2 separate regions of the Mus musculus genome follow, and region 1 is linked to region 2. The links are chromatin contacts, called in public Hi-C maps. All regions are on one chromosome and are shown on one strand. Each heading gives the region's core, a stretch centred on a gene start, on an enhancer-like site or on the middle of the called end of the contact. The rest is flanking DNA. Distances are from core to core; before and after follow the strand shown.

Region 1 (6,009 bases), core at 150-2,649, 1.1 Mb before region 2:
CTTTACTACCAGTGTGTCCTAAAATGCATTCCATGAGGTAACAATGACAATTATTACCACAACCATAATCACCATAACCATCATCACCAAAACTACCACCAGCACGAAACAAAATTACCACTACCACCACCATCACCACCACCACCACAACAGTGAAAGTATAAAGGGTTCTGTGGAATACATTAAGGCCATGTTAAATTATATTGATTTAAGCTGTTTTGAATCTTTATGTAAAAATGGTTCATAAGGTCTTTTGTTGGTGGTAGTTGTTCCTCTTTTGTTTTGAGTTTTGAAGACAGGGTCTCATGTAACCCAGGTGGCCTTAAATTCAGTACACACAGGCTGATTTTGAACTACTGATCTTCCTGTCTCTGCTTCCCAACTGCTGGGGTTACAGACATGACCCACCACACCTAGCTCTCATAGGATCTTTATGATGTCCACTGTTTACAGAGTTGTCTCAGGGGCCAGCCCCCCACCCCCTAAACACACAATGTTTCACACACATATGGGACCGAGGAAATGTCTTTTTGCCAAGCATCTGGTAGCATTGGCCTTTGGTAGTGGCCACTTTGATATTCACTAGAAAGTTAACAAAATGTGAGACCTAGAAGGACCCTTACTCTAGGTCATGGAGGGCGCTTAGCAGTGGGCGAGGTGATTACGCCCCTGTCCACATGTGCAAGGCTCTGGGATCCACCCACAGTGCTGCAAAAATGTTACCATATGTCTGAGGAAATTGAAGCCCATAAAGCTAACAATATTGGCCAAAGCTTAACAAAGCTATTGGTAGGAGAGCCAAGCTGGGGTCCAAGCCTTTTGATTTCAGCCTTCTCGAAGCTACCTAGCCATGCAATACTAGCTCCTAGGGAGGGACAATCAAGGAGACACCTAGCTTCCACATGGCCTGTGTGGTGAGTATCTTTGGTGGTGGTTAGTTCTGCTTAGAGGGCATGAACTACACTTAGCATCTGACCTTTTATTTACCTATTTTGAGGAAAGACATTTTGCATTTTAAATCAGATCCACAAATCCAAGTGTGTTCTCTGTTGCACATTTCTGGGTAAGACTGAAGGCCTCGGGGACGTTTAATCCGAGCTTCTGATCCATCTTCATTTGAACCATTCTGTGCTGCATCTCTTAAGTCGCCTCCCTGTCTAGCACCCTCTGAGTTTTCATCAAATCTCTCTTCCCTAGGAAAGAAGGTGTTTGGATGGATGGGAAGTCTCCTTTCCCCAAACCATTACACCTCTCCCAACTTACTCTAAAAAATTTCCCCCAAACCTATCCTGGAAATCATAAATGCCTTTCAGAATGGAGAGTATGTGTTGGAGAGCTGCCGAGAGAAGAGACAGAAACGGTGCAAAGAATCAGGCCGGGAGGAGCCGTGGGATGAGTCATCCCGGAAGGTGGCCAAGGGGTGATTTGGCAGTGCTGGAAGAGAAATGGCTGCTTCGAAGGCTGGGGATCAGTTACTACTCCAAGGAGAGAAAGTGCTTGAAGCTGAGGCTGCAGGAATTAACTTAGGAGGTAGGCTGGGGATGGTCTTAGGACATTAGAGAGCCCTGGAGAGGTAAAGAAAGGCCCCTGGCTGGCAGAAAAGCTTCGTTTCTGTTCTTCATTTCCTGTGAGTATGTGTGCATAAGTGTGTGCACAAGCATGTGTGTGTGAGAGTGTGTGTGCGTGTCTCTCTGTGTGTATATTGCATACACACGTGGAAGCCAGAGGTCAACATTAGATGTCTTTCTCAGGAGTTTTCCACCTGATTTTCTGAGACAGGTTCTCTAAAAGGAACCTGGGGCTCTTAGATTAGGTCAAGCTGCTCACCTCTGAGCACAGGGAATTATCTACCTCCCCAGTGCTGGAATGAAGGTGCTTAGATATCTAAACAAAGCAGAAGGAAAGATTACTGTGTATGCACGTGCCCCATTGTGTATGTGGAGGTCTGAGGACAACTTCCAAGGACTGGCTTCTCCGTCCACTATGTGAATCTTTGGGCTTAAAATCAGGTCATCCAGGTTTGGTGGCATGTGGCTTTTCACGTGGGTGCTGGTAATGATCTCAACTCCTCAGTTTCGCAGCAAGCACTGAGCTGACTGAGCCATCTCCACACCAGACTCTGCTGGCGTGGTGTGAGTGTATCTATCTGCTACCACTATTTTTGCGGCATGGGACCTGGGGGGGGGGTACTGCTCTGGAGACCTCGTGTTGCTGTTTATAAAGAGGAGCTGATCCCTAACCCCAGCATCATCCAGAGGACTGGGTACTCTGGGCTACGCTCCTGGGTGACCTAGGGGCTCATAAGTGGTAGTGCTTCCTATGGTGATGTGGTAATGAACTTAGTGCTCATGGCCAGAAATTTGCAGCTACTCTTAGCTCCCTGTCGCTCATCCTTATAGCCTCACTGGAGGGAAGCCTGTACTTGTCCATGACCCAGGATGCAAGGACCGGCTTCTCAGATGCACTAGAAAGGGCAATGTCTTTTGGAATTCTTGAGTGGATTTGCCCTCTCTCCATCATAGACCTGAAGACATCACTGATGCTGAGGTTGTTTCAAGGACCCAGACTGCCTAACATTGGGAAATAACTTCTCACCTGGGAACACTGCATGCATAGGGAAATTCCCCCATCAGTGGTGATGGGGGGGGCTCTCCTACAGAGGGACGGTACTACCACTGAACTCCATGCCTCTTGGATCAGAGAAGATCCTATCCGTTGGGGATGAAGGTCACAGCAGCAAACGAAACTTCTAGGGGGATTGAAGAACCTTTGAGAGCTGCTTCCTTGATTTCACACTGCGTGGCCACTTGACTGTGGCATATGTTTTCCGATTTATTTTAGCGACTAACCAGAAATGCACAGTGGGTGTCAATGTGTGGAGTCCTGTTTTGCCAATACACAGCCCACCTGCAAAATGCTGTGTCCATCACTCAGGGAAGACAGTGCAGAGATGGGTCAAAGCAACTGGCAGAGACTGAATCAGGGAAGAGTGAGGTCAGGGCAGCTAGTCATGATGGAGTGGGTAGGGCTTTCTGAAACAATGGGATCTGTCTTCACCTCATAAGGAGTGATAGCTCTTGGAGAGACAGATGTAACCACAAGAGGCTATTGGTGTGGGGGAGGGGACAGTTTGGAGCAAGGGTCAGGGTACACACATAGACACCAACCATTGTAGGAACAGTAGGAAATGATCAGGAGGCTTCAAGCCCTTACTGGGTTTTTGGTCATCATGCTCATATAACATTTGACCTTCATATCCTAGGCAACAGGAACCTGGGGGAGATTTTGACAAGGGAATAATAAGAATAAATGAGCTATTCAGAAAGACTCTGTATTCCAAATGGGATGTTTAATTCCTATAACTTCATGGGGTTAAAAAAAAAATCTGACACATCTAGGGAAGGAAGTTGGTGGAAAAGCTCAGCTAACAACAGCATTCTATATTCATGGCTCAACACTCAGAATGTAGAGCAAAGCACATGGAAAAGAGAAATTACTCCTAGCTCTAGTACTCACAGATATTTAAAGAATGTGTTATAGTTTTCCCTTTTCTCATTTATTTTCTTTGACTAAGTTTTTACATACACACAGATAATTTACATAGTTTAAAAGTGAGTGCAGCTGTGGTTGCCTGTGCAAGTCGGGAACAAGATGAAACCCATGAGGAGTGGTTCATCAGTACCCGTCCTAGCTGGGGAGTTAGTGCTGGCTGATGTCTGAGAGTACCCATCCTATCTGGGGAGTTAGTGCTGGCTGATGTCTGCTGAGGGGAGACAGAGAGGGTCAGCTGTCTTTAGGGTTGTGACCCCTGGTAGATTGCCCATGCCCCCCAGTGGATGGTCTCATACCCATGAATAGATGAACAGAACATATTGGTTGGGTTATGGAAAGAAGATATGAAGTTGGGAGGGGAACATGGGCCACTGATAGAAGACATTGATATGATCAAAATACATTGTATACAAATACAAAATACATTGTGTACAAATACAAAATTCCCAAAGAATATGTGAAAGTAGATTAAATTGTAATGTTCTTTCTTTCCCTCACTTCCTTTCTTTGACTTAGTTTTTACATACACACACATAACTTACAGTTGTATATGTGTCCAGCTTTATGTATTTTAAAGAATAAGTGCTTTTGTGCTGTAAGCTTTGCATAAACACTACTTTACATCTAGTGTCTCATGGTATTCTGTGCTGAGTACACAAACCTGTCCTCACACATTGAGACTTAGTTGTTTCAAAGTTTCTATTTACAATACACATGACTTGCTTATCTGTGCGTCTGCACCATAGGTCTGCTTTAAAACACTCTGCAGAATAGAAATGTTGCACTGAAGTATGGGAATTAACCAAAGAATTAAAGCGTTTCTGAATAATGCTGAAACATTGTTTTTCAAAGAACGACACCATTTTACTTGTCTGCTGCCAGGGTTTGATTATGTGTGTGCAACAAACCCTCACCTGTCCTTTGTGCTCAGACTTAAAAGAGAAAACTTTCACTAAATTAAGATGTACATTCCAGTCTTAATTTCTTTGACAGCTTATAAAGATGAATATATAATTTTTTAAAGATTTATTTTATGTATATGAGTTCAGTGTTGCTGCCTTCAGGCACATCAGAAGAGGGCATTGGATCCCATTACAGATGGTTGTGAGCCGCCATGTAGTTGCTGGGAATTGAACTCAGGACCCCTAGAAGAGCAGTCAGTGCTCTTAACCACTGAGCCATCTCTCCAGCCCATATATAATATTTTAAACATGCAAGTTAAACTTCTGAGAGCTTTTTACTCATATCTTCAGTCCATTGGAATATTATGATATTTAGTTGCTTTCAAGAGAGTTTTTACATATTGATGTTTTTATTAGCTATTTTTTGATTGTAAGATTTCTCTTGGAAAAAAATAAAAAAAGAAGGTGGCTAGGAAGGCATCTCCATCAGTAAAGGGCTTGCCTGGCAAGTGTGAGGACCTGGATTCGATCCTCAGAACCCATATACAGAAGTCAGATCAGAAGCTGTGTCTGTAATCCCAGCTGTGGGGAACAGGAGACAGATGTTTGGAGCCCAGTGGCCTGTTGTTATAGGCTAGTGGGCAAATCTGAGGGGGGGGGAGGAGGAGAAGGAGGGAGAGAGGGGGAGGGAGGGAGGGGGAGGGAGAGAGGGAGAGGGAGAGAGGGAGAGAGGGAGAGAGGGAGAGAGACTTGTCTTCCAGTCTCCATATGCACATATGTGCCTGTGGACCTATGCACACACAAACACATGCACATGGTCACATACACAAAAATCAGAAAGCAAACATATATTTTGTTTTATGTTATTTCATTTATTTTATGGTCACTCATATATGGTCTCACACACATGCACACACACATGCACATACACACTCACCTACACAAAGATCAGAGAGAGATACTTTATGTTTTATGCTATTTCATTTATTTTATATGTGTGTGTGTGTGTGTGTGAGAGAGAGAGAGAGAGAGAGAGAGAGAGAGAGAGAGAGAGAGAGAGAGAGAGAGAGTGTATATAGAAGCTAGGGGTCAACACTCTGCCACTCTCTAGCTTCTGTCTTGACGCAGGGTTCCTCACTAACCCTTGAGCCCACTGACTTGGTTAGGCTGGCTGTCCAGCAAGCACCAGGAATCCTCCTGTCTCTCACCATCACAGGAACTAATCTCCATGTGACTATCACAGGTGCTGGGGACTTTAACTCTGATCTCCATGCTTGCTCAGCAAACACTTCATCTAAGGATTCTGACTGAAGCCCCAAGCTGCCCTGGAAAACACATTTTAAAAGAAAAAGCCAGGGCTGGGGAGGAAACTCAGTGGGTAAATGCTCTCGCCACCAGGTTTGATGACCTGAGTTTGATTGCCCAATCAAAACCAAACAACCTGATGCCCATGATGCTCATCTTTAATCCCAACATCCCTATGGTGAGATGGGAGAGATGGAGGCAGAGGCAGGAGAAGCATCCAGAAGCTTGTCCAGTTAGCCTGGGGTAAGTA
Region 2 (5,577 bases), core at 1,135-3,634:
TACATTAAAGGGCCGCGGCTTTAGGAAGGTTGAGAACCATTGCCTCAGAGACTCTACTGAACACTCTTATAGCAGTCTGTGCCTTTCAATAGTGAAAAGACATGAATTAATCCCTGTGTGGAAAGTAAAATGTTCACAAACCTTCCTGCATATAGAAATGAATTAGTAATGTTATTTTCTTTATATTTTTGCTTGACAAACTGCTACTCAGTTTCTTGGATATAGGTTAGAGCTCACTTAATTAAACTATAATTTCCTGTGCCCTGTGTTCTACATGGAGAGGAGGAGTGTGCTACAAAATTCATGCTTACTGACTGACATCTTTACATGGAGACTTGTCACAGCCTGTCATCCCTAACATCACACTCTTATTCCCAACTCTGTCTCATCTGTAAGAATGAAGTTCTAGCCAGATAGAAGGTACTGTGTTCTAAGTATATCTAGGGCTATAATGCAGAGCCAGAGTCCAACATCATCCAAACACTCAAGTGATAGAAGCAGAAGGATTGCTGTGAGTTTGAGTTTGGAGTTTGTGGCCACCCCAAGCTATAGTGTAAAATTATGTCTCTAAAACAAAAATAAATCAACAGCAACAAAGGGAAATAGGGACAGAATATCTGATGTGAAGAAATATCCATAAACATTCTACAGCAGGGTTTTCGTGTAACCTTGGTCTCCTGAATCAGAGCCTTGCATTCTCTGAGGACGGAATGAAGTCCAATGCTAGCCATGATATGTAAAGCATGCCAAGAGAATGTACCTAACCCTCTCCAAGAATTTATGAGCGGTTGTACATCTGTCCCCAGATGATGTGAGCTCAGAAGTTTATAGGGAATGGAATTTGTACAGAAGCGGAAACCAAATAAAGAAGAAATAAACAAATTACCCCACCCAGACCTGGGTTTGGTGACATTGGTGTGTCCTTAACACAGTTACCCTCAAAACCAAGATCCTCTAGGACTAATCAGCCACACAAGACCATGAAATTCCTCTTTAAATATAAGCTACTTAGAATGCAGAGTTCCTGTCATTTGTGATCAAAATAATCCTAAGAGGTGTATGATTTCCCAAAGCAGATGAAATTTAAGTAGATTTTAAAGACAGGTCTGTGGAAAGAGAAGCCAACTAGGCATGGAGAATAACCGATCCAACACATACTGGTTGGACCAGCATTGTTCATTTGTAGAGCTGCAGAGGGATGCTTGTTGTAGGCTGGTAAAGAGAAGACTGTTCAGCAGCATCAGCCTTCTGTTTTCTGAAAGCTAGTATCCCATATTCATGTCTGCTGACTTCACTATGACCACTTCACTGGAGCAAGAGTTAAAGTATGCCCCAGTGAATTGATGGAAAAGGAACAAAGCAAACAGGAAATGCTTTCACAGACAAATGAAAAATTCTGAGAGTAGCAAAGAAACAAAGCCAAACCTGCTGACTCCCCACACTGCATTAAAAGAACGGAGGGACGAGACTGATGTTAAAGGCTGTCCACTGGCTGACTCACTAATATTAGTGTCGTAAAACACGCACATTAAAAGTCTTCTGTGGGCAGATAAAATTTCATGAGTCATTCAGTGTTTACTCTGTGAGGGGTAATGAATCCAGCATCGAGTATGATAATCTTGATGTCAGCTCCCTCATGTGGCCAGGGGTCCTGGCAAGATGCTGAGGCTTCACGGGGCCAACACACTTCATGGGTGTCATAGCTAGAGATAGTTCACCTCATTTCTCTGATGCTGTTCCTCCTTCTACAATACTACCACTTCTACTCTGTATTCATCCTCATCATACCAGCCTTCAGGTCCTCTAAGGAATGCCACTTTCTCTGTAAAGCCTTCCCTTTCTCCCCAAGAAAGTCAAGTCTTGCTAGAGATTCACCTAGAAGATTACAGCCCCATTCTTTGAATAAACCTATTTGCAGTTCTTCTATTAGTGGAATGATAGATTGGCATATAGTGATCTTCTCCTTGGATCTTAAGCTCTGCAAAGGTAGAAACTGATCTCACCTGCTTGCTCCTTTATGTAACTCTCTCATGCATGCTGTCAGAACAGCGGAGCTCAAACAGGCCCTGGGTGTTCTCTAACTCAACCAGTTAAGCTAGATTAACTCCCTTGCAAACTGCCTGTCTGTAACTCTCTGTCTCTTTTCTAATCCATCTCTTCATCTTGTTATTTTTTTCCCCTAGCATTGGAAAATTACTGGCAATGTGAACATAATTGTGGAGAAATAGAAAGAATGACGCTTCTTCTCTGAAAGGGACAGAGATGATGGATTTACGAAAGATAAGCAAGCAAAATAATTTCAAAGGATGATTCATGCTGTGCAGAAAACTAGGTTATTGGGCTGGACACATGGAAGTAATGTTTCATCAGCTTAAAGTGGTTACCATGCAAACACAAGAACCTGATTTCGGTATCCAGAGTACACACGAATAAGCCTGGTGAGGTACAGGCTTGGAATCCCTGTGCTGGGTAGCTGGGGAGGGGTAGGAATCCCCAGGGGTCTCCCACCAGAGAGCCTAGTATTGTGCTATTTCTGTAAAAGTGAAAGCTTGTGTCTCAAAAACAAGGTGAAGCATTTCAAAGCCTCCTGTTCTCTGCACATTGACCAGTTGTAGGTTTCTGTTTACTTCCATCTATTTCAACAAGAAGCTCCTCTGAAAGGGTTGAGTTATGTACTAATGTATAATACAGTGATAAGTTACTAGGAGTAATTTTAATCTTTTGTCCATTTAGCAGAATGTTTTCTCCTAGATCCCATGACTTACCTAATAGTAGGTTTTGGACTTGCTGACAATGTCATGGCTGGGTTTTATCTCATGGAACAGTCCTTAAATTAAATCAGAGAGTGTTTTGGGGTTTTTTTGTATTTTTTTTACCCCTGTACCATTTAAACTTTTATTGCATCATGCCAGGCAAATTGTTATTGCCACTAGCAGTGTTCATAGTTAGGTGAGATGAAAGTTTATTTTTCTTCTTCAGTAGTGGGCACAACATTCTAAAACCATGAACACTGGCCAGCAGGGTTGACTCTTCCAGTTGACTGCTATCTAGAGTTCTCCATATCATAGAAGTCATGTATGTGGTGTCTTCAGCAATAGCATCTTGCCCACAATTTCTGGAGTTAATTGAGAGCATTGGCAATAGTCTGTACTGTTTAGAGGATCTATGGGACCCCACTGACCAACAATTCAAAAGGATGTAGCCCTTTCCTGTACTAGTGATTTTATTGATAGAATACGGTGTCTATTTGGAGTATTGTCACTCCATTTTAGAGTAATTCCATTTAAACTCTTCTTATCCATGTGGATGTGAATATTTTAGAAAGCTTCTACAGTTGTGGGTTTCAATATGGTCTTTTCCAAGTGCCTTTGTTACATATATGCAAAGCATCTAGCTCTGTCCTATGCATGTTCTCTGATTGGCAGTTCAGACTCTATGAGCCCCTATGGGCTCAGATTAGTTAATTCTGTAGGTTTTCTTGTAGTGTCCTTGGTAGGTTTTTCTAGCTCTTCTTAATGTTTGGCTGTTGGTCTCTGCAACAGTTTCCATCACTGCTTTGCCTAGCCTCAGTAGAAAAAGATGTGCCTAGTCTTATTGCAACTTGATATGCCAAGGTTGGTCTATATCCATGGAAGCCCCACTCCCTTTTTTGAGGAGGAGAAGAGGAGTGGGTGAAGTCAAGACAAGGGGAGAGGGAGGGACTGGGAGGAGGAGGGAGGGGAAGCTGTGATTGGGATGCAAAATAAATAAGAAACTTAATAAAAAAAATCAGGAAAAAGGTGCCTCTGTTATTTATTCCTCACCATTTTCCATCTTTACATTCCCTCCCATCCTTCACCACCTTTAATCTTAACTATTCCCTTCTTCCCTCTCTTCCTTTACAACACTCTACATCCCCTTCCTATATCCCCTTCCTAGCAGATATCTCCCTCTCCCATAGCATGGTGCATTTTAGATAGAATATCTTTATTTTTTTCTTTGACAAATGTATACTTGTTTACACGTGTCTTAATTCTCCCCCTTCTCCCTTTTTCCCTAGCATCCCCAACACATTCTGTGCCCCTTTCATGCACCCACCCTTTTCATTTATAATCTACATGGTCCAGTTGGCACTAAATCTCTGGTGTGTTAACTGATGTTGTTGGCATGATCTTCTATAGAAGGTAACCACAAATTCAGTGAGTTTAGGACTGCAATAGCCACACCATGACAGAAGACAGCATGACACAGCACTCCTTTCTGTTCCATGACCCTTACTTTGTTCCCTCCCCACTTCCATGTTGTTCCCTGAGCTTTAAGGAAAGACCAATAAAGACAACTCATTTAGTGTTGATCTGCCAACAGTCACTATGCTCAGGACTTTGACCAGTTATGACTCTTTTCACTAACTGCTGACCACTGCAGAGGGAAGATTCCTTAACTACAGTTAAAAGCAGAAATAACATACGGGTATATCACAATTATATAGAAGACAGCTTGTAACATGTCTATTTAGTAAGAAGACTACAATAGTAGCTTCATGGCTAGGGTACAGTCAATTTTGCATTGAATTATGTTTTTAAGTAGTTAAATTATATCTTTTTTGTCCTTTCATTGTCTTTTGTCTTTTTTCCTCCTTGTTTCTTTATCCCACTATTTCCTTCTCTTTCTTTTTTTTCCTGTCTCTTCTCTCTGTCTTTCTTTGTCTTTACAAGCCTAATTATTCCATCATCCTTTGCTAAGATGTTTCTGATTTCTACCAGATTGTTTTGCAGTGTTCCCAGACTTTTTATTTTTATTTTTTTGCATTTTTCTGTGTTCTTTATTCCCCTATTTGTCTGTAAGTCTACACCTTCCTGGACTCTATACAGTCTTGATTACCAAGGCTAAATATTTAGCCTTTAAATCCAAACAAACAGACTTTTGTCCCATATTTATTTTCAAGTATGTTACTTCTACATCCTTTGCATTTCCGTTTACAGTATATATTAAAAATGCCTATTCTATAGAGAACCTTGCTGGAATTCTGACAGTAATTATATCCAACCCACACAATAATTGAGAGGAAAATGTGGTTTGTTACTATATCAGGTCCTCTAATGCATGAGCAATTTATGCTTTAATTTCGTTCAATGACAGTCTGGATTTCAGCATCCAAGTCATGTATGTTTCATCAGATGCATATGTATCTCATTGGTAATGACTTACTCTAAATTGTTATGTTTTTGATTTTGTGTCCACTTTCTCATTCCTTATATATAGGCAATGAATCGGCTTTTCTGTATATATCTTATATGCTATACCTTATTTTTTTAGAACTGGTTTTAGATATAGTTTTATTTCCTATTTTCTAACAGCTTTATTCTTTGTCTTGAATGGTTTGTGGTACTGCATTGATGGAGTGGTAAGAGCAAGAGAGTAAGCAGCCCTGCCTTGGTCTTGAGTGTGGAGAAGAAGTGTTTAATCTTTGATTAGTCACTTGGGTTTTCTTTTCTTTGTTTGGTAGAGATTCTTTTGACCTTTCAATATGTAATGTGTGTGTGTGTGTGTGTGTGTGTGTGTGTGTGTGTGTGTGTGTGTGTGTGTGTATGTGTGTGT

What was found. A called contact is a pair of places that touch in the nucleus more often than the background predicts.
Region 1: a contact with region 2 is called in a Hi-C map of the C2C12 cell line, with 5 times the contacts expected there. The contact joins two enhancer-like sites. A contact is called at or near these places in 13 of 484 Hi-C or Micro-C datasets (the C2C12 cell line, the STO cell line, adipose-derived mesenchymal stem cells and 4 more) and 1 of 9 other capture datasets (embryonic stem cells).

What each region holds. Positions count from the first base shown.
Region 1 is chr11:57,455,346-57,461,354 of GRCm38.p6, reverse strand. No RefSeq gene overlaps it. Among named protein-coding and RNA genes, the nearest start is that of Fam114a2, 60 kb to the left of the region's middle. Within about 2 kb of position 1,399, at least 7 of the 459 cell types and tissues checked have an H3K27ac peak or open chromatin away from gene starts, as enhancers often do. A contact at or near this core is called in the C2C12 cell line, where this site is marked.
Region 2 is chr11:56,370,553-56,376,129 of GRCm38.p6, reverse strand. No RefSeq gene overlaps it. Among named protein-coding and RNA genes, the nearest start is that of Gm32500, 52 kb to the left of the region's middle. Within about 2 kb of position 2,384, at least 28 of the 459 cell types and tissues checked have an H3K27ac peak or open chromatin away from gene starts, as enhancers often do. A contact at or near this core is called in the C2C12 cell line, where this site is marked.